Linked DNA regions of Mus musculus: all the other regions are linked to region 3. Evidence: chromatin contacts called from public promoter capture Hi-C data. All regions are on one chromosome and are shown on one strand. The core of a region is the stretch at or near the end of the contact, and the rest is flanking DNA. Distances in the headings are between cores, read along the strand shown.

Evidence for each region. Promoter capture Hi-C pulls out the DNA fragments that hold promoters and counts their contacts.
Region 1: a contact with region 3 is called in a promoter capture Hi-C map of pre-B cells. The contact joins the promoter of Fli1 here to the promoter of Srpr in region 3. A contact is called at or near these places in 2 of 39 promoter capture datasets (neutrophils and pre-B cells) and 2 of 115 datasets of contacts at active chromatin or transcription factors (astrocytes and large pre-B cells).
Region 2: a contact with region 3 is called in a promoter capture Hi-C map of pre-B cells, with 4 times the contacts expected there. The contact joins the enhancer-like site here to the promoter of Srpr in region 3. A contact is called at or near these places in 3 of 39 promoter capture datasets (the C10 cell line, pre-B cells and stem cell-derived epiblast-like cells), 1 of 115 datasets of contacts at active chromatin or transcription factors (astrocytes) and 1 of 9 other capture datasets (adipose tissue).
Region 4: a contact with region 3 is called in a promoter capture Hi-C map of pre-B cells. The contact joins the promoter of Slc37a2 here to the promoter of Srpr in region 3. A contact is called at or near these places in 1 of 39 promoter capture datasets (pre-B cells) and 1 of 9 other capture datasets (macrophages).
Region 5: a contact with region 3 is called in a promoter capture Hi-C map of liver, with 2.8 times the contacts expected there. The contact joins the promoter of Esam here to the promoter of Srpr in region 3. A contact is called at or near these places in 1 of 39 promoter capture datasets (liver) and 2 of 115 datasets of contacts at active chromatin or transcription factors (astrocytes and stem cell-derived neural progenitor cells).
Region 6: a contact with region 3 is called in a promoter capture Hi-C map of liver, with 6 times the contacts expected there. The contact joins the promoter of Msantd2 here to the promoter of Srpr in region 3. A contact is called at or near these places in 4 of 39 promoter capture datasets (hippocampal neurons, liver and pre-B cells), 1 of 115 datasets of contacts at active chromatin or transcription factors (pro-B cells) and 1 of 9 other capture datasets (liver).
Region 7: a contact with region 3 is called in a promoter capture Hi-C map of frontonasal cranial neural crest. The contact joins the enhancer-like site here to the promoter of Srpr in region 3. A contact is called at or near these places in 4 of 39 promoter capture datasets (cranial neural crest, frontonasal cranial neural crest, liver and 1 more) and 1 of 115 datasets of contacts at active chromatin or transcription factors (astrocytes).

Annotation. Positions count from the first base shown.
Region 1 is chr9:32,540,008-32,542,881 of GRCm38.p6, forward strand. It overlaps Fli1 (Friend leukemia integration 1), which reads right to left and starts at 1,445. Exons shown (of 9, transcript NM_008026.5): 1 at 1,184-1,445. The coding sequence starts at 1,201.
Region 2 is chr9:32,424,361-32,427,308 of GRCm38.p6, forward strand. It overlaps Fli1 (Friend leukemia integration 1), which reads right to left. Exons shown (of 9, transcript NM_008026.5): 8 at 1,692-1,739. Among named protein-coding and RNA genes, the nearest start is that of Gm31755, 14 kb to the left of the region's middle. Within about 2 kb of position 1,276, at least 4 of the 459 cell types and tissues checked have an H3K27ac peak or open chromatin away from gene starts, as enhancers often do. A contact at or near this core is called in pre-B cells, where this site is marked.
Region 3 is chr9:35,209,816-35,212,721 of GRCm38.p6, forward strand. It overlaps Srpr (signal recognition particle receptor ('docking protein')), which reads left to right and starts at 1,388. Exons shown (of 14, transcript NM_026130.1): 1 at 1,388-1,590; 2 at 2,177-2,260; 3 at 2,533-2,696; 4 at 2,905-2,906. The coding sequence starts at 1,474. It overlaps Foxred1 (FAD-dependent oxidoreductase domain containing 1), which reads right to left and starts at 1,240. Exons shown (of 11, transcript NM_001291448.1): 1 at 992-1,240; 2 at 130-350. The coding sequence starts at 1,076.
Region 4 is chr9:37,254,272-37,257,235 of GRCm38.p6, forward strand. It overlaps Slc37a2 (solute carrier family 37 (glycerol-3-phosphate transporter), member 2), which reads right to left and starts at 1,467. Exons shown (of 19, transcript NM_001145960.1): 1 at 1,028-1,467. The coding sequence starts at 1,086.
Region 5 is chr9:37,526,643-37,529,997 of GRCm38.p6, forward strand. It overlaps Esam (endothelial cell-specific adhesion molecule), which reads left to right and starts at 1,447. Exons shown (of 7, transcript NM_027102.3): 1 at 1,447-1,648. The coding sequence starts at 1,579.
Region 6 is chr9:37,487,997-37,490,941 of GRCm38.p6, forward strand. Msantd2 (Myb/SANT-like DNA-binding domain containing 2) reads left to right here and starts at 1,325. Exons shown (of 4, transcript NM_146222.2): 1 at 1,325-1,837. The coding sequence starts at 1,328.
Region 7 is chr9:37,358,345-37,361,499 of GRCm38.p6, forward strand. No RefSeq gene overlaps it. Among named protein-coding and RNA genes, the nearest start is that of Hepacam, 7.7 kb to the right of the region's middle. Within about 2 kb of position 1,482, at least 135 of the 459 cell types and tissues checked have an H3K27ac peak or open chromatin away from gene starts, as enhancers often do. A contact at or near this core is called in astrocytes, where this site is marked.

The DNA of each region.
Region 1 (2,874 bases), core at 195-2,694, 2.7 Mb before region 3:
CCTCCTCTTCATCAAGCCATGAGAGGGAAGTGGATTCCTCTGGGTTCTGGAGAATGGCGGCTCTGCCAGTCCCCACCTCACCAGCCTGATAGTTTTTCCAGAGCAATTCCTGCTTGATATGCAGCCTTGAAGCTAACGTCTGCTCTCATTCATTCTCCTAAGTCCTCTTAGGCTAGTCACGTTAGGGGGTGTCCCTCGTCTCTGCTCCTGGCCCTACTTCCCCCTTTCGGAGGGAGCACTCGGCCTTTCTGAAGCGTGACAGGGAACCCAGACTCACAGGTCTGCTGGTCTGCACTTTGCAACCTAGACCCAAGCTGGGCCGGCGCGGGTGGCGGGTGGGGGTGGGGGTGCAATCGGCAAGCCCCAGGCCATAGACTCTGAACCAGCCACCGCAGGGGGACAGCTGTTGAAGGAGTTTAATTCTTACTGAGAGGACAGCTCCTGGATCCCTTGCTCTAAAGCAGGCGCACGCACAGTGTGCGGGATCTGAGGCACTGAGGAGCCGGAGAGCAAGGAGATTCCTAACCCGAGGAACTGCGAGGCGGGCCCGTTAGCTCCAGGCAGCCGGCGTCCGCAACTGCCGGGCAGCAGCAGTGAGAAGGGGGGAAGAGAAACCGGTCTGGCTGACAAGTAAACAGGGTCTTCCATCTGGACCCGCCGGCTCAGCCGGATCCTCAGACACCCTCCCTTGCACCCCTTGCCCTCCCGCAACTACTCCTCCAACTCGCTCGGAGGGTCGGGGGACCCCAGCCAGAGGCGAACGCTGCTCCTGCCCGCGCAGATCTCGGCCTCTGGCGTGAGGAAGCTGGCCGCCAGACTAGTGCCTGGCGCCGGGGCCAGGTCGTCTGGGTGCCGGGTGGGAACCGACCCGGCGATCTCCCGCCCGAGACTCTGCTCCGCGCCCCGGGTCCCCAGGTTTCAGCTGCCGGGTCTCGCAGCCCCTTCGGGCGGCACAGTGGGAGCCTGCGGGATTCCACAGTGGCGCAAGGAGTGAGGGGTAGATCGCCCTGGGCGGGAAGGCTGGCCGGCCTCCTCGGAATGGGGGACTCGCCACCCGGAGGAGACCGCGCGAAGCCGGGGCGCGGAAGGAAGGGAGAGCGGCCACGTCTTCCGGGACCCCGGCGCCCAGCCCTCCCGCCGCCCCGGTCGGCCCTCTCCCCGCGCCCACTGCCCAGCCGCTTACCTTAATAGTCCCGTCCATTTGGCCAAGTCTGCAGCCGAGCCCCCCAATATTCCACACATTGACCCGGTTACAGCCTGACCTCGTAGCCCCTTCAGATTAGCCCGGCGCGGCCTCTTTGGCGCCCTGGGCCCTCTCTGAGTGCCCCCTGCGAGCGCCCTGCCCTCGCTCCCCTGTGCACGTTTGTTGTTGTAGCGGATCGAAAAAGAGACAGTTAACCGGATGAAACTTTTTTTCAGCTAATTTTGGGAAGTGACTTCACTTTGCGATCGGGGAGGAAGTCCTATCTCTCTCTCTCTCTCTCTCTCTCTCTCTCTCTCTCTCTCTCTCTCTCTCTCTCTCATCTCGCCCTCTCCACTCTCTGCTCTCTCTTGTCTTCCCTCCCCCACACCCCCTCGTCCTCTCCTCGCCCTGCTTTTCGCATCACTCGCTATATAAATATACGCGGGATGCCCAGTTACATTCATGCACTGCGCACACAGGATACTTGCTCCTGGGAGATAAGAGCTGGCCAGGAACAATGACGGGGTCCACGCCCAGTATCCGCTCCCTGATTCCTGAAGTCTGCAACTCCCCCATCACCTTCCCCCCAAATCCAAAGCCAAACGCCTCTGGCCTCTTTCCTTTCCCTTGGGCCTTTGGCCGAAGGTGGCCCTCCTGACTCATTCACTTTCCGTTTCTTCCCACAGATACATTCATTAATGCTTTTTCCAGCCGGAGTCAAACTTTTTTGGGGATGGGAGGAAGACGGCGGAAGAGTTTGTTAGAACAGGGGATAACCTGGCGATGCTGACCGCCAGGGGAGATTCGGATGCAGATCAAGGCAAACCTACTATTTTTAAAAAGGAAGGAAGGAAGGAAGGAAGGAAGGAAGGAAGGAAGGAAGGAAGGAAGAAAGAAAGAAAGAAAGAAAGAAAGAAAGAAAGAAAGAAAGAAAGAAAGAAAGAAAGAGAGGAGCCGAAGAGAGTTTTTGCATCTAAGCGCTGGTCTCCGGATAGGCTCAAAGCGAATTCTGGGTCCCGCGGACCTGACCTGTCAAGGGCTCAATACCTCAAGCTTTGTTAGCAGAGAGATGCCCATGCTTTGGCGCGCCTCGACTCCGGGCTCCACAGCCCGCTAAGGAGGTAGACCAGCCACAACCTAGGCTTTTTGAGTTAAATTCTCTCACCTATCAGGACCCGACGGCCCAAGTTCTTCAATACCATCGCAGCCCCCAAGGAACTGACACCAGGGCGAGCTTGCCCTCCACACTACGCAGCAGGACCCAGGAGCGCGGCGAGCCGCGGCTCAGCAGAGACCCCACCTTGGATGAGAACGGGCAGTCTAAGGGTCCAAGCTAGGGACTGTCATTCCCAACCAGCGGCGTGGCCCGCTTTACCGGCTCGGTTCTTTCTGCTATCCCCCGCGCCTCCCCTGCTGGACCCAGGAGCTCTCTTGTTAAGGCTTCTCTGGGGTATCGGCGCTGGCGGCCTGACTCCCATCTCCCAGACTTTGAAAACAGGTTACCTTTTTCCACGCTCTTCAGACCACGCTGTGGACTTTCTCACTATTATTTAAGAGTCCTCCCGGGAAAAGAGGGGAAAAATTCCAGAGCAGATCCGAATAAATTGGAAAGGAAAAAAAAATCAAGAGGGTGTCCACGGCGGCAAGAAGGTGACTTATTAATTCTTTATTTCTTCAGGAGCAATTGCGCT
Region 2 (2,948 bases), core at 26-2,525, 2.8 Mb before region 3:
ACAACTCATGTCCTTTCCCCACAACAAGAACAACCACCACCACCACAACCTTTATTGGTTAGGCATGGTGGCACATACCTTTGATCCTAGCACTTGGGAGGCAGAGGCAAGTGGATCTCTGTGAGTTGGGGGTTAGCCTGGTCTAGGAGTTCAAGACAGCCAGGGCTCTGCTACACAGAAACCCTATCTGGAAAAACAAACAAACAAACAAACAAACAAACAACAACAACAAACAAACAAATAACAAAACAAAAAAGGAAAGTGGAGACAACCCTTTATGTTTTCCTTTAGAAAACAGAAATAGGCACATGATAATTGTACACGTTTACAGGGCATGTGGTGATATTTTGACAGACATACATAGTGGTTGACAATCACAGAGGGGCAATTCACACACCCATCACTTCAAAAGCTTGCTCATCATCAAAGACGGGCTTATCCAGCTAGTTTCAAAAGGTACATTATGGAGCTGGAGAGAAGGCTCAGCGGTTAAGAGCACTGACTGCTCTTCCAGAGGTCCTCAGTTTAATTCCCAGCAACCACATGGTGGCTCACAACCATCTATAATAGGATCTGATGCCCTCTTCTGGTGTGTCTGAAGACAGATACAGTGTACTCACGTAAATAAAATAAATAAATCTTAAAAAAAGGGTACAGTATATACTGTTACTCTACTGCCGCCGCCAAAATGAGCGTAGTAAGCAAGGTTAGATCTTAAGACAGATTGTCCCAAAGGATGGTTGTGGTGAATGCTGGCTTTGTCCCAAGCTCTTAGGATCTCAGGGAAGCCAACTTTCCACATCCTTTTGTTAAGATTTTTGACCCTCCCCTTAGACCTTTCTACCTAGACCTGAGTCACTATCTAATCTCCATTTAGTGCTGAAATCCCTCAAACTATTCAACATTGGCCTTAAAGAGTGTCAAGTATCCAAGAACCTCTTGGGGGGTGGCTGTGGGGTAGAGCAGAGAGAAGGCACCTCATAGAATTGGGGTTCACTAAGCTGGGCTGTTTTCCAGAAAAGTGCACGGCTCTTAGTGTTCAGTTCCGCATGGGCAGAGGCAACGGGAGGGGCTGGATGCTGGATGGCTTTTTATCTTCTGGGCAGGAATGGTTTAGCTAAAGGTTAGGGAGGAGGCCCAGCGAGCTTGTAGCACTGCAGGTGCAGCAGGCACGTGGGCCTGGCTTTTGTTGCCTTGAGCTCCCCATCTCCATGGTTTGGGTTTAGAAGAACACATCCGAGAGTTATTTTTAATAGTGAATCCTTCACATCTTGTCACGTTCATTGTGTGTGCAACTCTCTTGGGATGCTTGCACTTCCTTTTTCAAAGGCTGGATAACTATAGCACTCAAGTCAAAACCACAACACTTGGGGACATTTATCCATGAGCCCTGGATGAGGAATAACTGAGAATAGCTTCCCTAACGGGGAGCTTCCATCTGAGTCATTTGCCATGGACATAAACCTCTGTCCAGAGGTGCTTGTTCTCCAGAAACGTCTTGTGGCAGCAGACCCTGCTACTCATGAACAGGCCCTGCCTCTTGTTTGTGCACAGTTGAATATTTGACTAAGGAAGCCCATGCAGTCTCCAGACAGGTGCCTGTACCGTACCGAGGAGTAAGGTTTCTGTGTAACCTTACAGATATAACGAATGCTCTGGAGGGAAAGGCTTGCAGGTTCAAGTTAACTCACCAGGGTTTGCTAGGCGGCTGCTGGTTGGCCCCAGGATCTGATAAGGATCTAGAAAGAAAAAAAAAGCTTACTTCATTCCTCAGCAAATAATCTGAGAGCAGCATCAAGATGAAGGAGACTTCAACGGTTCCTACTTTTATCTCAGGGCCATAGGAAAGCTTGATTAGAGGCCTTGATCAAAGTTATGGCCCAGTCAACGTAGACGAGTAATAGCACTCTTGCTTCATACCTGGTTTCTAAACTTTTAGATTATGCTGTCACTACCCCCCAAACAAAATCGCCCACACGTTTGGAAAGCATCTGGCTAAATTCAACCAGGCAGTGAATGAACTGAAGGATTGCTTATTAAACATGCTTAAAGCAGGTTCCTCAGCAATTACTAGCCATTAATAGATCTTTCTAATGCTGAAGACATTACGCATGTCTGAGTTTTCCGATGGACTATAAAAACCATTAGGTAGCCTGGGTTCTAGTCCCAGCTATGTCATGAACTAAATCATGGTTTGGACAACCTCTGGGTATTTGTTTTCTCAGCTATGAAGAGTGGGTTGGGCTGCTGGGCTCTCTTCCCTTCTACCAAAACTCTGTGATTTTAAGCTTGAAAATGTCAACACTAAGCAGAATTTGTATTTTAGCTATGAAGTCACTCCTTTTTAAAAACACACTGCTTTTTTCAATTATAATAGTAATTATTAATGAATTAAAAAGAATTAATTTAACAGTTCTTGAAGCCTTTCAGTCCACATTTTTTATTAAATTTTGATGAAACTGAAATTGTTTGAGTAGATATTCAATTTTGTTGTTGTTGTTGGAACTTGTTTAAAAATTTGCTCTACCTGACTTGGTTTTCACTTGAATTTCACTTTTTACTACAATTTCTCTTTCTATATTTTGGCTGGAAATGAAGAACCATGTTTGCACACCCCAAAGCAAATAGCTTGTTCAGATCTTAATTCAGATTCTTAATTAAGACAGCAGAGCTGAGTGCAATGGCTCTCCTCAGATCTGTGTAGGGTCTTCCTGTGGGACCTCTCCCCAGAAGACAAGTGGCCAGAGGGGTAGCTGAACAGAGGGCTCTGGCTCAGAAAAGGATTAAGTCAAGGTAGGTTGTCAACTTCCTGTTTGTTGAAGCAAGCAAGGAGGAGCAGGGGCGGGGTCAGGGTCAGAAACAAGGGCATCCCATCATAAGAGGTCATGCTACCGAGGGATTATAGACTGCAGTCTCTAAGTCATTTCTTTATTAAGGGTCTCCAGGTC
Region 3 (2,906 bases), core at 138-2,637:
CGGGTCTTTGTTGAGGGAGGAAGAGCCTGGAACTATTTCTTAAGCTCCAAAGTCCAAAGCACAGTCCCTGCCCTCAATGCCACAGTCTGTGTCCTCAATAAGATGACTGCCCTTACTCCCTGACCTCACCGTGTGGTCCTGCTCCACCACCAGCACCCGAATGGCACCTCTTCTACTCTCCAGCTTCTTCAGCCAAAAGGCCACAGACAGACCAAGAATCCCACCTCCTATGATGACCACATCCGCCTGTTCTGGGGGCAGGTGGCTGGTGTCATACAGCACTTCATATTTCTTTCCAGGCAGGATGGAATCAACCTTCTTCTTAAAGTCAGACACCTTTGCATCCCAGTCTGCAGGACATAGTTACAGTTAGATGACTTATGTTCTTTTCTGCGTGGTTGGGGGTTGGAGGATGGGTACAGGAAAAGGGGGGCTGAAATAGGCATTTGGATTGCCACACCTCCAATGTCATCCTTTCTCATAAGATCAACTCATATGCAGCAGTATTGTTAGAACTTTGTTGTTTGGTCTTTGTCCCACCAGGCCCCAATATCATGGATCTCTAACACTGGAAGATTCAACTTCCTGAAATTACTTTCTGTTTCCCCATCAAGCGAGATGTGACTCACATTATTTAGCTCTTGCAGATCTCTCTCCCTCCTGAACCCCATTCTCAGATATGCCAGGCCCAGGGAACGAGTCCCTAGTATACTTCATACTGCACAGCCTTCTAAAGCCGGGCACCTTTGTAATGGTTTCTTATCCTTATCCATCATCGCCAGCAAGCTTCCATTTATATGGCATTGTCCACTGGGAAGTGCCTCCTTGAGAGCCATACACTTGCCTCGGCTCTTTGACCTTTAGTAGGCAAGCCTACCCCTTCCCCCAGCTAACTCGCTGTCCCGCCCGCACGAGGCAGGGGGTCGAACCTTGAAGGTCACATCTATGGAGGGTTTGGGCTCCCCAGAACCACTGCTGCCCTCAGCTTTACCCAGAGTAAAGCCTCCTTTGCGTGTGCGTAGCCCCCGGTATGGGAGGCCCGGGCCCAAGCCAAGACGCAGCGCTCTGCGAAACATGGCCTTAGAGCCCGGCTTCTTTCAGCTTGAGGTGGGTTCCCCTCAAGCCGACTCTGTCCTTCCTGTCATCGGTCCGCGCCACGGGGAATAGACACGAACGCGCCGATTAGCCGGCAGTGCTCTTCAGGCTCCACCCCTCCACGCTATAGGGGAGCTATCGCCTCTGGAGTCCCGCCCCTGTGTGCTATTGGTCAGGCTTGAGTCTACGTCATCTCGCGCGCCCTGAGCGGGAAAGGGGCGGGACCACGGAGGCTCGTAGCGGAAGTGCGGCTGAACCGGTTTCCGGGGGCTGCTGGTGTGACGTGTCCCGCGCTTGGCGCAGCAGGAAGCGGCGGCGGCGGACGCGGCCCGAGTTCCCGGCCCCGGTCTCGGCCTCAAGTCTTCTCCCGCTTCCGTCATGCTTGACTTCTTCACCATCTTCTCGAAGGGCGGGCTTGTGCTCTGGTGTTTCCAGGGCGTGAGCGACTCGTGCACCGGGCCCGTCAACGCGTTGATTCGTTCCGTACTGCTGCAGGTACCACCCCCGCGGGGCAGAACTCCGGGCTGTCGTCCCTCAGACCCAGACTGTGGTCCCCTTTCCAGTAGTCACTCCGCACTTTCCGTTCTGATCTCCTCAAACTGGTCGGTTACCGGCCACCCAGGATCGACTTCCTTGCCTGGATCACAGTATCCCGAAACTTTGCGACGCCCCCCACTCCTCCCGTTTCCGGGGCTCTAGCCACGTTCTGGCGTCCTAATGGACTCGAACTCCCTCTCCACTCATCCGAGCAGCGTGGTTTTCTGCTGTTTTGACGTTGGGTGAAACTGTGGATGCGAGAACACCTTTCAGGAACAGTAGATGGTTCACAGCTGCTAGAAGATCTGATTGTTTATATATGACTGTTTACTTCCTGGCTCCCACGTGTCCTGTCTCCTGTCCCAGCTTTACCCCTTGTCCTTACCTGGTGTCTGTCTGTCTGTCTTTTTTTCTCACGGGGTGCTAGAAATGTCCCAGAACTCCCTTGTTGAGGGCAGGATTATATCTGGTTATTTCCCAAACGTAGTCCAAAGTCTGGTTTTGCTGTGGATGTAGCCTGACTGCTGAAACGCTCTTTTTCCAGGAACGGGGCGGTAACAACTCTTTCACTCATGAGGCTCTCACACTCAAGTATAAACTGGACAACCAGTTTGAGCTGGTGTTTGTGGTAAGTGGGGGTATGTTAGAAAGACAAGTTATGTTCTCAACAGCATCCCCACTGATGAACCTAATTAATTGTGGGTATTGTGTATGTGATAAAGTGATAGAAAAAAGTTAGGAATGTGGAGGGGAGAAAGCAAGCGACTTCTGGGTAAGATTGTAAGCTTGGCTCTCCCGGGGCAGGAAACCTATCTCTGGAGGCTTGGGTTGAGTTGGCTTCCTTCCATTCTGGGCTGGCATGTAAGGAGATCTATTGGCTCCGTCTCCTTCCATAAACAGGTTGGCTTTCAGAAGATCCTCACGCTGACCTATGTAGACAAGTTGATAGATGATGTGCACCGACTGTTCCGGGATAAGTATCGCACAGAGATCCAACAACAGAGTGCTTTAAGTCTATTGAATGGCACATTTGATTTCCAAAATGACTTCCTGCGGCTCCTTCGGTGAGAGGCTTTCCTCCGTTCAAAGGGAAAATTTTCATGATTTAAGAGTGCCTGCCTGTCGGTGGCGCATCAATATTTACATGGGTTCAAACCAGTCACATTTTGTAGCTTGTTTCTTATAGTCCTTTTGATATGTGGGATCTTTTTCTTAAGTCAGAGTTGTCCTCTTGTATGGGTAGAAAGACCAACTAGTCTCTTTTCTCTTTAGTG
Region 4 (2,964 bases), core at 217-2,716, 2.0 Mb after region 3:
TACACGCTCTCACTCTCGTGTTCATCTCCTTTTGAGAGACATTTTCTCTCTTTCTGAAAACATAAAACTGTTTAATAGTTCCAAATGTAGAAAGGACCACATAAACCATCTAAAGAATGTTTTAGATGATTATTAGCCTGAGAGACCTTGAAACAAAATGACTTATTTTAAAACCAGGCCAAATTGATGACTAAGTATCTGCCCAATCTGACCCTTAGTTTAGTTTGAGAATTTAGATTTGAGATTGCTGTGTCATCTGTTTTGTTTTTGTTTTGTTTTTTTTAGAAGCCAGCAACTGGCTATTTTGTTAAGTTTTATAGTTTATAAATGACGGTAACTAACAAAATGTTTTAACACTCTTCCTTCCCCACCTCTTGCAGACCAAGTACACTGCTCCAAAAGCTCAATGGAGATTGGCTAAAACCTCTTCTCCCAGCACAAGGGTGACCTTGTGGTCCTGGGAGCAGCTGCTGTCAATGCCAGCTCATGCTTTTAAGGGTGACCACCCAGTGTTGGAGCAGCTGCAGCTCTGATCCCAGAGATCTTGCCCTAGCTAGGTATCCCTGAGACTGGAAGGGTCAGACAGGCTTAATAGAACCAGTGATTTCTGGCTTGTTAACTAATCTAATCAATAGGGGCCTTAAGCTCTCTGGCTCCATTTATATTCTACCAGTTCTTGGCCTGGGTTCCTCAAAGGCAAATCCGGATCCTCCAAATACACAGATAAGACTTGGAGGCACTCCACAGGTACCCGCTTGTGCGCTTGTGTTTGCAGATACGGGGTGGCAAACCAAAAAGGATGAAGACTCCTAGGCACCCTGTTTGTTCTTCACCGGGGTTAGACAGAAGTCTGGGCTAATGTGGAATTAATAGTTCTGTGTTACTAAACTTCCACGCCTGCGCCACCGAAGGAGCCCTGCCAGATAGAACTAGAACCCCATCCCCCACTCCAGGGACAAGCAGAAACATCCGCCGCCCGAGCAAGTCTCTGCGCGTCTTGGCAGCCTCCCTCCCCAGCCCTGCTCACCAGCTGTCCCTAGAGAAGGCGCGAAGGAACCAGACACCAGGAGCCAGGGAGGACCGCATCTTGAGGCGCCGGCACTCGAAGCTGAGACTATGGAGGGTGCAGAGCCGGCGCGCGTCCCGGCCAGCGGCGGCAGCGATTTAAATGCCCCGCCGACTGGCCCGCCCCAGGCAGGCCCATGGCCAGAGCCTCCGCCCCTTGAACATGACCGGCCTGCCCTCTAGGTCGCGCCGAGTGCAAGTCCTAGCTATCCCTCTGTGCTCACTAGCCACTGTTTTCTATGTACTGCCATCTGTTTTCTCGAACTTTCTCTCCTAGTCAGAAACCAGCAGTCTTGAGTTTCCTGGGGCTCCTCTTTCTTGTCTGGGCTTTTCCATTTCACTACCCACGAGGGGATGGGGAACTGAAAACAGCAGTCCTACAAGTCATCAACTCTGTGTGACGTTGGGTTTCCTGCAGTGCTACCTGTCTTGAGCAGTTCTGTGCCCTGACACAAAGCAAATCCGGTGCTCTGTGTAAGTGAACGCAGTGGGACCACCGCGCTGACTCATGATCTGCGGGCTCTCTTTGGGAGCCCTGGAAGTGTCTCAGGGAGGAAAATGATCCCCAAACCCACCTCTCAGGTTCTGGTTCTGCTTGCTCAGACGAATCTGAGTTCACTGAGTCTGCTGGAGCTTTCCTAAAGCTCCACTAGCCAGTAACTAACTATGTTGCCAATACTCCAATCTCCACTTTCCAGGCACGCAGCCAGGTGGCAGTGAAGAGCTACAAGGGTCTTCCGTGCTCATAAAAATGACTGCCTCTAGCTTAAAGATTCAGAGTAAATTTCCACCTATAAAAAGAAGCTGCGACGAGATTCTTGTGTACGAAACCAAGGGCAAAATACTGAGGGTGGAAAGGGAAAGTATTCGCCTCAAAAGTAAACTTTTTAATAGTACATAAAATAGGAATGGGTTTAGCCCTTACCCCACCCACTCCTAACTCTTAGGAGTGTCCAGTATTCAGAGCAAGGTCAAGGAGGTGCAGTAACAACTCCACCAAACAGTGGACTCAGGATAATGGGCTTGGCTTGTCAGCCCTGGTATCAAGCAGAAAAAGGGTAAGCAGAGTTATAAAACCCTTGGATAATACCAGCAGTTGGGAGTATGGGTCTAGTGCCAGAAATAAAGGCAACAAGTCAAGGGCAGGGGTAAAGGATTAGAGGAAGGAGAAGGCAATAGGCAGGAGGCACAAATGCCATGTCGTGTAAAATGCTGGAAACCAAGAGTATCATGTAGTACAATTCAGTGAAATCCCTAAGTACAGGGTCTAGGGAGATGGCTCAGTAAGAGCACTTCCTGTGCAAGCATGAGAACCGGAGTTTGAATCTCCAGCATGCACATAAAAAAGCAGGCATGGCTGCCCAGGCCACTGACCTCAGCACTAGGAGAGGAAGACAAGTAGAGCTTGAAAGCCTCACTGGCCAGCCAGCCAGCCCCCCAAACCGAGTGTCTGTTATTCAGTAAGAAACCCTGTTGTAAGACAATAATGGAGAATGACAGAAGACACTCAGGGTCCTATTCTGGCCATCATATGTGCATACACAGGCAAATGTACCAAATAAAATAGACATACATACACACACTAAATAAATAAACTCCACATCCCTTTTTTACCATTTAGTGAAGTGGGGCATACATGGGTATCAAAATAGGTAACATGACTTTAAGCTCTCATCTGCCCTGGGCACTTCAAACCCAGGTGGCAAACACTCCTGATTAAACAGAAGACACACAGAGTGAGCTGGCATCCTCAGAATGGCAGCTACTGATTTCTAGAGGACTAAGAGAAGGATCTGGTTGCCATACAAATGAACCAAGGAAGCTGCAGCCATGCGAGGTTATTCAGTAAGTAGACATCAGTGGAAGAATGGAGAGACTATTGCCAGCGCTTCTGTGGTG
Region 5 (3,355 bases), core at 197-2,696, 2.3 Mb after region 3:
CCGACACCCTCTTCTGGCCTCTACAGGCACTGCACACGTGGTGCAGACACATGCAGGCCCATACACACTTTTTAAAAAATGTTTTTAGTATTCTCAAATCTAGAAAAATCTGATAGGCAAGGAAAACCAAGACAGCCCATCCCTAACATCACCTTTTGACAGTACAAAGTTTGAAAGCTGAGCTGCCAAAGAGGTAGATTCCATAGATGTCAGGGGCAGTCTAGTGTTTGTATAGGCATTTCGTAGAGCCACTGCATGACTGGTATTTGAAGAGGAGCCAGGCTGGGGCTCTTTAGGTAGGAAAAGCCATTGCACAACACTGGAGCTGATGGGGTGTGTAGAGATGAGGAGGCCAGGCTGCCTCTACTGCCTGACAGTTCTGCTCCCTCGGAACAGGCCACGTCAGACATTCGTGGCTATGCCTTCTGTCCTGCGCAGCAAAGCCCTGCCCAAATACTTGAAGCATATTTTTATTTATTGGCTGTTAGGCTGGAACCGGTGCGTTCCCCCTGCTGAAGCAGCCCGGGCCATCAGGGGGCGCAGAGGTGCCGCCACCCCCATCCCCGCCCCCAATGACATGGGTGGGGTGTGGGGTTGAAATTAAATTCACAGCGGAAAGATCTAGTCCTGGGAATTAAAGGATCAGAACTGGCCTAAGCCGTTCACTACAAGGATGGGCGGTTGCGAAGACACCAGCGGCTGTACAGAAGGGAAAGACATTATTTATATCCCGTCCTCCTGCAGCTGCTCCCTCCTCCCTGGTCAGCATTAAGCCTGTGACTGTTGCCTCAGTTTCCTGCTCACCTCCCTTGTACCAGGTCTTCCGTGTTTTCATGAGGCAAAGGTCCGAGACTCCCCCCAGACCCCCATACACTCCGCCTCGGGCCTCGGTTTCTGGAACTCTGGAGAACCAGCCCCTCTCTAGCCTTAGGAGCAGGAAGGCCTGTGGCGTCAGGGCTATGTTGGATGTCTTCCCCAGAAGCCTCGGGCCTGAACCGGGCGGAGAGAGGTGTGGGCTAATAAAGTTCGAATCCCCATTTCAGCGGCTGCTCCTAACCCAGCTGAACCCACACTACACAACGTGGGGGCTCCCCTCTTCCTCCGAGAAGGCTGCTCTGCTTTGATTCGGGATGCCGCACGCCAGGCTTGGAGCGGCCGTTCTGACCCCAGATACAGGGCTTTTATTGTCGGGTCGGGGTCACTTCTTAAATTTAGGTTAGTCCCCCCGCCCCCATTCCTCCTTTTTCACCCTCTATTCCTGACACCTGCCCTGGAGGTATGAGGTAGAGGCCGGCGGATCCGGCTGTTTGAGCCTGGGGAGAGCTCTCTTCCCCCGCTGCGAGTCACTAGCGCGCCGCGCCCGGCAGGACGGTGACCTCTCCACCCCTTTGAATGCCCCGCCCACTGTCCAGTCGGTCTCCACCCCACCTCCCCATCCGCACACCCGCTGACTTGGGTTGGAGCCACCCTGGTCAGTAGCCTGGTTCCTGTGCACATTCGGGTTGCCGCCGCTCACCCACAACACCTGTAGACACCGTGTGTCCAACTCTCCCTGAGTACTCCGGGCCAAGGAGGGCCATGATTCTTCAGGCTGGAACCCCCGAGACCAGCTTGCTGCGGGTTTTGTTCCTGGGACTGAGTACCCTTGGTGAGTCAAACACCGGGTCTGGAGGGCTTTGATCAGGTAAATCTGATCCTAGGGGAGGACTTTAGAGAGTGGGTTTGAAGGGATTTTTGTTTGACATTCTTGTCTTTCCTCATTACTCTCCACTTCTGGACATCACTGGTTGGTGCTACACTTTCTGCCTTCTATGGCTAGAACGGCTTCCAGCTTTGGTGTGGTGTGTGGTGTTGGGGAGGGGGATAAAGGCATCTCCAGCCAAGACCTCTGGGATGAGTTAAGGCAGTTATTCCTGTCTACTCTCTACCCCCACTCATCACAGCTGGATAAGCTGAGGCACTGGATGAGACAGTGACTAAAGGCTTAAGGACTTAGTTCCAGTCCCCCCTCCCCGCACCCCTCATTCAAGCTGATGTGAAAGATCCCTGAGGGAATGCCTGGTCCTCAGTCTTGACGCAAGTACTTCAAGCAGTACTTCACGTCCCAGCATTTCCCCACCAAGCTCTTTTCTTTCCTTCCTGCTTCCTGCCCTGGAAATCAAAGGAGATGCCCCCAAAGCCTGACCATGAGGTCATTTGGACACAGGAAATTCGGGAAGAGGTCAGTTGCTCAGACTCCAGCACACAGCCTACCATCAGGTCTACCATCGTCCTTATCTTTTCTCAGATCCAAAGGAACAAGGAAAATAGGGAGAGGGTGCCAAAGGGTCCAAGAGGAAGGGGACCTCCTGAAACAAGTGTTTGGGTGAGCTCTCCAGGACAACTATCTTAAGCAGGAGCTGGAGGTGGCCCACCCAGTACTATATCTGGAGAGAAATGACTCAGTAGGAACTAAGTCCCTTATAAGCTATTCCCCAGGCTGTTTTGCTCTCTGGGTTTAGAATCCTCGCTTTAACTTCTTCCTTGGGCTAGAGGATGTCAGAGCAAGTAAGACCTGGAAGAATGTAGAGTAGATTCAGTGACATTGATGGGGATCTCCCTGCTCCCACCCATGGTTTCTTTCGGCCTGGTCTGTGTCCTAGTGGTGTTGAGGGCATGAGATCTTAGGTTCCCAAATATGAGTCTCAGAGCTTCTGTGCCCTTCCCTCCAAAGCTTGGAGTGTTTCCTGTGCCTTCAGCTTCTCAGCTCTGCTTTTGCACCTTCAACCTCAGCTTCTGTTTCTTTTCTGCATTCTTCCTCAGCTTGGCCCTTACTGTGTTGGAGAGGGCAATGTCAGCCTCCAAGCAAGGGAGGAAAAACCTATATTGGCTGCCTGAACATCACAGGCATCCTCTGTAGGTCACCCGTGGCCCCTCCTTTTTCTCTTTCAGCTTTTGAGTTTGATTTTGTCATATCAAAGATCCAGAGCCTAAAATGCTACTAATAATGCCACGAAGGTTGCCCTTCTTGGCCTCTGGAGGGTTAAATGCACTCGCTGCTCCTGGGGAAGGCACAAGGCAACCCTCCCCCCCCCCCATGTGCTCTTTCGTGGCTCAGAACTGTCCCTGGAGCGTGAGAAGCCCACAAAGGGAGTTTCTCAGAGAAATAGGGAAACTAAAAATAGTAGCCCTGGGGAGAAGGGCCCATTCGCTCTGCTTAGGCCCTTGGCTCTCTCCTTCTGGTCTTAGATTGGGCTGAACGATGCTATTCTTGAGCAGCTCCGGAGTCCTTCACTGGAACCCAGGGACTCCCCATTTTTCTCCTTGCGGCACCCAGTCACAAAAAGATTTGATCAGTTAGGGGATTCTTCCGTTT
Region 6 (2,945 bases), core at 75-2,574, 2.3 Mb after region 3:
TGTGTAAGTGTGGGGATATGGGTGGCATGTCCCATGTATGACGGTCAAAGAACAAGTCATGAGAGCAGGTTGTCTTCAGTCATTGGGCGGGCTTGGCAGCAAATACCTGTACTGGTTGAGGCATCTTTCTGCCACTACTGAGGTTTTAAAGTTAATGATCTGAGATAAACAGGATTTCCAGCTTTAAAGAATATGGAAATTGACTAGGTGGTGGTGGCAGCTCAGGCCTTTAATCCCAACATTCCAGAGGCAGAGGCGGCAGGCGGAGTTTGAGGCCAGCCTGGTCTATAGACTTAGTTCCAGGACAGCCAGGATAACACAGAAAAACCTTGTGTCAAAAACCAAAATAATACCACACAAACAAGGTTATATCTTATAGCTATATGATACTTCAATGTTCAAGACTTTACGGAAATATTCAGGAGTGAGTGATGAGTGCTAATTTACTACTAGGTCACAGGAACAGTTTCATTTCCTTGAACTTGACTGGGAAATTTTAAACCAGTCCCAAATCCCAGTGGACTGAGGTACCGGAGTAGCTATTCTGCTGGGCTCTGGAGCTCTTTCATGTCCCCATTATAGATACTGTATAAAAGCAAGAAAGACATTTACTTTATCATTGGCTACACAGTTACTCAGAGGAACAAGAAAACAAACGAAACGAAGCTTGTGGGTGTGGCTCAGTGACAGGGTGTTTGCCTAGCAGAACACGTGAGTGCAATCAGAGTTGCTATAGAGGCTGAGTTTCTTGAAAAGCTAAAGCGTGCAAACTCTAACTCATATCTGTTCTCGAAAGTCTTGTCCAGAACCACTGCAAGCAGCCTTCCCGCTTTGCCTTCCTCCACATACCCTTTGTAGGGTTTCCTAGTCTCCAGTCTGGACCTCGGTTCCCGTACCTAAAGGCGGGCTTAGAGGGAGGATAGGCTCAGGGGCGGAGACAGGAAAACAGAAATAGCCAATTCGTCCTTAATTCGAGGCCCTCGCGGGCCTCACCCCTGTTGTGAGGGTTGAGATTGGAAAGGAAGTGGGGAGGCTCCAACCAGTCCTTCACTCCCGCGCCCTCATGCCCCCACCCTTCTCTGCTCGGAGCTTGGGTGCGCCGGGTCCCAGCTTCTCCTCCCGGGAGAGGAGCGGCCGGCACCAGCTGGCTGGAGGGGAAAGGCGAAGATTTGCGGGCTGCTTGGGCCAGCCAGACACATCCTCCGGGCCCTCTGACCGCGGCGAGCCACTCAGCCCCGAGCCAGGCCCCAGGGCAGCCCCGGAGACCCCGGTGGCCGGATGCAGGGGTGCGTCACTTCCGGGCGGTGCAGCGGCGGCGGCTTGGAAGATGGCTGCGCCCTGTGGCTCGGAGCTGCCCGCCAACTCGCCGCTCAAAATTCCGAAGATGGAGGTGCTTTCCCCGGCGTCTCCCGGCGACCTGAGCGACGGGAACCCATCGCTGTCCGACCCTTCCACGCCTCGGGGAGCCTCCCCTCTCGGGCCCGGCAGCGCGGCGGGCTCGGGGGCCGCGGCGTCCGGGGGTCTCGGGCTGGGGCTGGGGGGCCGCGGCGCTGCCTCGTCCTCGGTCTCCTTCTCGCCCGGCGGCGGCAGTGGCGGGGCTGCGGCGGCCGCTGCCGCCGCCTGCCGGGGTATGTCGTGGACGCCGGCAGAGACGAACGCGCTCATCGCTGTATGGGGCAACGAGCGGCTGGTGGAGGCGCGGTACCAGCAGCTGGAGGGAGCCGGCACGGTATTCGGCAGCAAGGCCCCTGGGCCGGCCATGTACGAGCGCGTGTCCCGGGCCCTGGCCGAGCTGGGCTACGAGCGGACCCCGTCCCAGTGCCGGGAGCGCATCAAGGTAACCGGCCGCTCTGCCCGGGGCTGCGAACCAGAGGCAGAGAAGGCGGGGAAACGGGCCTGGGGGCGGGGGCCGGGCCGAGCGCGGGGCTCCCCTCCCGGGCCCCGGGTATCCCTTGTGTCTGCTCCGCCTCTTTCTTCTCTCCCTGGGAAGGGGCGCTTCTTTCCAGATGGCCGCCAGCCCGTAGGTTTCCTGAGTTTGAAGTTGGGCGTGTCTGCCGCCGCCCCTCTTTCTTGCCAATTGAGGATGTTCCTGCGCTCTGAAGTTGGTAGTTTCTCTCATTGTGCGCGGGGCCCGCAACTGTCGCGGGTGCTGTCGCCCGCACTGCTTTGTTCCCAGATAGAGGGGCTCCCAGACTGAAGCTTTCCAGCTGGGATGGAATTGAGGAAGGGTAGCAGAGGGCCGGATGAGCGCCCAGTGTAAGATTTTTTTCCTTTGCTGAAGTTTCAAGAATAGAGCATTGGGACGGCTGGCCTTTTGTGTCAGTCGCTTTGCTTGTCAGTTGAGGTGATACAAGGACTAGCAAGATTTGAGGTGCTTTTGGAGAGCTGGAAAGGCTTAGTGAAAGAAAGGTCGTGTATTGTTATCGTGGAGGTAGAGGACAGTAGAGGACACCTTGAACGTTAGTCTGCTTGAAGGTTCTTTTGGAATTTGGACTGGCGATCTTTTCAGAGTCAGGTTGCCTTGAGAGTCAGGAGGCTTCTAATTCTGAGGAAGCCCTCTCTTGTCACCCAGGTTTTTTCTGCTTTAGTTAGGGTGCCCGGATGCGGACAAGTAAAACCGAGTATGCATCTGGCCATCCTTATGCATCAGCATGTTTAAATGTGGAGGCTTAATGTGGGTTAATTTTACCATCAGCCTGCATATCGGTTTACTGTTTCTAATGCGTTGTCTAGGCCTTCGTATCTGCCTTTGCAGACAAGGAGCTGTACTTTAGTTAAGCTCTTCCCTCTTACTAGTGTCTGCTCAGAGTTTCTCCCAGTTTTCATTGAAAACATTACATTGTGTTTACCTAGTGTTCACTTCTCATAGTGAAGGCTACTTTTTCTGGGGACGAAAAAGAGTCACAACTGAGAATATCACATTAGCAAACAACCATAAAACTCAG
Region 7 (3,155 bases), core at 232-2,731, 2.1 Mb after region 3:
AGCCCTGGCTTGGATCCCCATCCTCACACAAAACTGAGAAACAGCCATAATCCTAGCTTTCAGAAGATGGAGGCAGGAGGATCAAGCAGTTCAAGATTTTACATATCTACATAGTACATTTGAGGCCAGACTTACTGAAGGAGATTCTATTATTAAAACACACATGCACACGCACATGTGCACAGCACACACACACACACACACACACACACACACACACACACATACTTAAAAGTAATTTGTAAATAGCAATCCAAATGTACTACTACTAATCTACTACTCACTGGAAGTTTAGATACAGCTTCCCCAACTGTACTTAAGCTCCTAAATAGGGATAGTGCCAACTATTACTGATTTTGATTTTGGGTGCTGGGACTGATCCCAGGGCCTTGTGCATGCCAAGCGCATGCTCCACCACTGAGCTCCTGCCGAGGCCAGTTACTGCTTTTGAATATGCCGCTTCCCTCCCCGTGGTCCACCATTCTTAATGTTTAGGACATAGAGTTCTTTTCACACAGTAGGCAATTATTGGATGCTGGCCAGCTAATTTTCATTTCTGTGCCTCCCTCATTGAGAGGCGGATGAGAAGGGAGATGGAGAAGGAACCCTTGCCTGGGATGGTGTTGGTGGGTGGACACCATCTGAGGACCAAAGAGAAAGGAGACAATGGTGCTTTTGAGGAGTGGGCATCATCTGTGGCTTCCTGTGATTCACAGCCTGTTTATAGCCAACACCAAAGCCTTACAAGCATGGGGCTCCAGAGATGCTCCCTAGAACAGCCTTAAGTTTCGAGGGCAGCATCTTAAGTAGGTCAGAGAAAGCTGGCTGGTTCTCTCCAACTCTTTAAGGCCAATTAATTTCTTCCCTTTGTTCCTCTGGAGAGCTTCTTGAATAGGGCACGTTTAGCAACCATAGCCACAAGTCTAAGTTCCTCTGGGTTTCTGAGGGGGTGGAAATTCTATTCAGAAATCAAATATTTACTCTCAGCACAAAAGACTTTGATGTGTTTTCAGCTTCCAGGACAGAAATGAGTGCACCTTCTTTCAACCTCTCAAACTTTACCCAGGAGCCCTGGATCCCTTGGGGGCATTACATATTTCTCCTAAGAAACCCTGCAGCATTTGGAGATACATATCTCCTCAGAAACCCTTTCCTCTGAGTGTCTTATCATATATAGACAAATATCCAGGCAGCCAACCCCCTGTTCAGGGTGATGGGCCTAGGAAGGGGAGGGGATGCCTTCTGACTCCTCTACTTTCTATTTGATATTTCTCAGAAGCCACTTAGATAAGGCCACCTAGGGAAACTTTAGAAAGAAAGGAGGGGGGGGGGAATGTCCTTGGAGAGGGCCATTCCTCACTGTCCAAGCTTCAAAAAGCTTGTTTTGCACTGAGAGAGCTACTTAATCTGCCTCTTGTGTTCAGAAGTTGCTGGTGAGGCCCAGCCCTGCCTCCTCACAACAAAACTGCACACAAATTCCTTGTTTCCCAGGCAACGCTTCTCAGCTCTACAAACTAGCTGGCTGCTGTTTGCCCTGCAGCCTCTCTCCACCACATCGAATTGAACTGAGAAAAGCAGCAACTACAGCACTATTTGTGCACAGGCTTACGAATCAAAACTAAAAATACCTTTGGCAATAGTGGGGAGGGAACAAGGAGGGAGCAAAAAGGGCTGTCTCACATCCTGAACTTAGTTACTAAGATGGCGGTAAAAAGCTGGACCAGAGTTGAGATTCAAGTACATGGGAGAAGGACTTCATGCATCGATTAGGCCACTAATACAGAGAAAGGCCTAAGTTTTCTTGATTGTCAATCTGGAGTCCTTGGTTTAATCTGTCGTAGCTACATGATCTTCTTAGCAAGTTGCTAACCCTTTGGAAGTTTAGGTTTTCTTTGTAAAATAAGGTTATTTATATTCGTTAAAGTAGGTGCTAGGAAAAATGGATTAATAACTACAAGTACAGAGTCAGTTGAACAGAAAGAAACAAACACACACACACAGTGTGGGGGCAGGGAGTTACGAAAGGAAAGACACTTGGGTGGGATGTTTCCATAGAAGGTCCTGTGTAGATGTCTGGGAAATTATCCTGCTTTTACCCTCAGCAGCAGCTCTGACCATGTCTGGTAGTAGTGATGTAGTTAGTGATGGATAAGTATCCCACCTTTCTTGCCCCGCAATGGGGTTGGATAAGTCTGAGACACATTCTTCACTGCTTTCCAGAGTCCTCAGGAAGGTTAAATCCTAATTGTCCACAATGGAAATCCACAATGGAAATCTGCATGATAGGCTGGCTACTTTCATTGACTTCCTTCACTTCTGTGTCTCATTCTCCAACATATGACAACCTGTTGTTTACTCTGTTTTCCTAGCTGGAATTCACATTCCCCTTCCAAGCGTGTAGGTTCCTGTGGGGATAGGACTGAGGTTCCTGCTCCTTTGCTGGCTGTTGATGGCTCTTAGCTCCTAAAAGTGACATAGTGCCTTGCCATGTGACCCTCACCACCAAGCAGTGTACCTCTTCAAAGTCAGAAAGACAATCTCTCTCTCTTTCTCTCTCATTTGCATTAGTGTGACTTAATCAAGCAAATGACTAACTTATTACTGTGGTGGGGCTGTTCTGTTGTTAAGAGAGAAAGGAAGGGGGCTGGGAATCAAACCCAAGACCTTGTGCATGCTACACACATAGAATGTTTAAGTGCGGTATGGCTGAATCTGGGAGGACTTAAGGGAATTGAGGTGAAAATGATCAAGACACATTGTGGGAAATGCTCAAAGAATTGGTAAAAACATATTTTTAAAAAGAATGTGAGTGGGATGCATTTTAAGAATGTGAGTGGGACCAATTTTTCTGAAGGCTGGTGGGGGATGGGTGAGGCATGACTATACTGCAATCCTGGGGACCATGTTGGGATCTGTGGTCCATGGGGCTACTGGAGACCATGAGGAAGTCCATGCCACTGGAAACCATGTGAAAGTCTATGATCCATGCATGCTGCTTCTGCCTGTTCTGGACAAGGAAGCTTCTTTTGCAGTGGTATCAATGACTGCAGACTCATAATTAAGAATGAGAGACATTGAAGGCTTCTGTGACACACACACACACACACACACACACACACACACACACACACACACACCAAAAAAGAAAGTCTAGA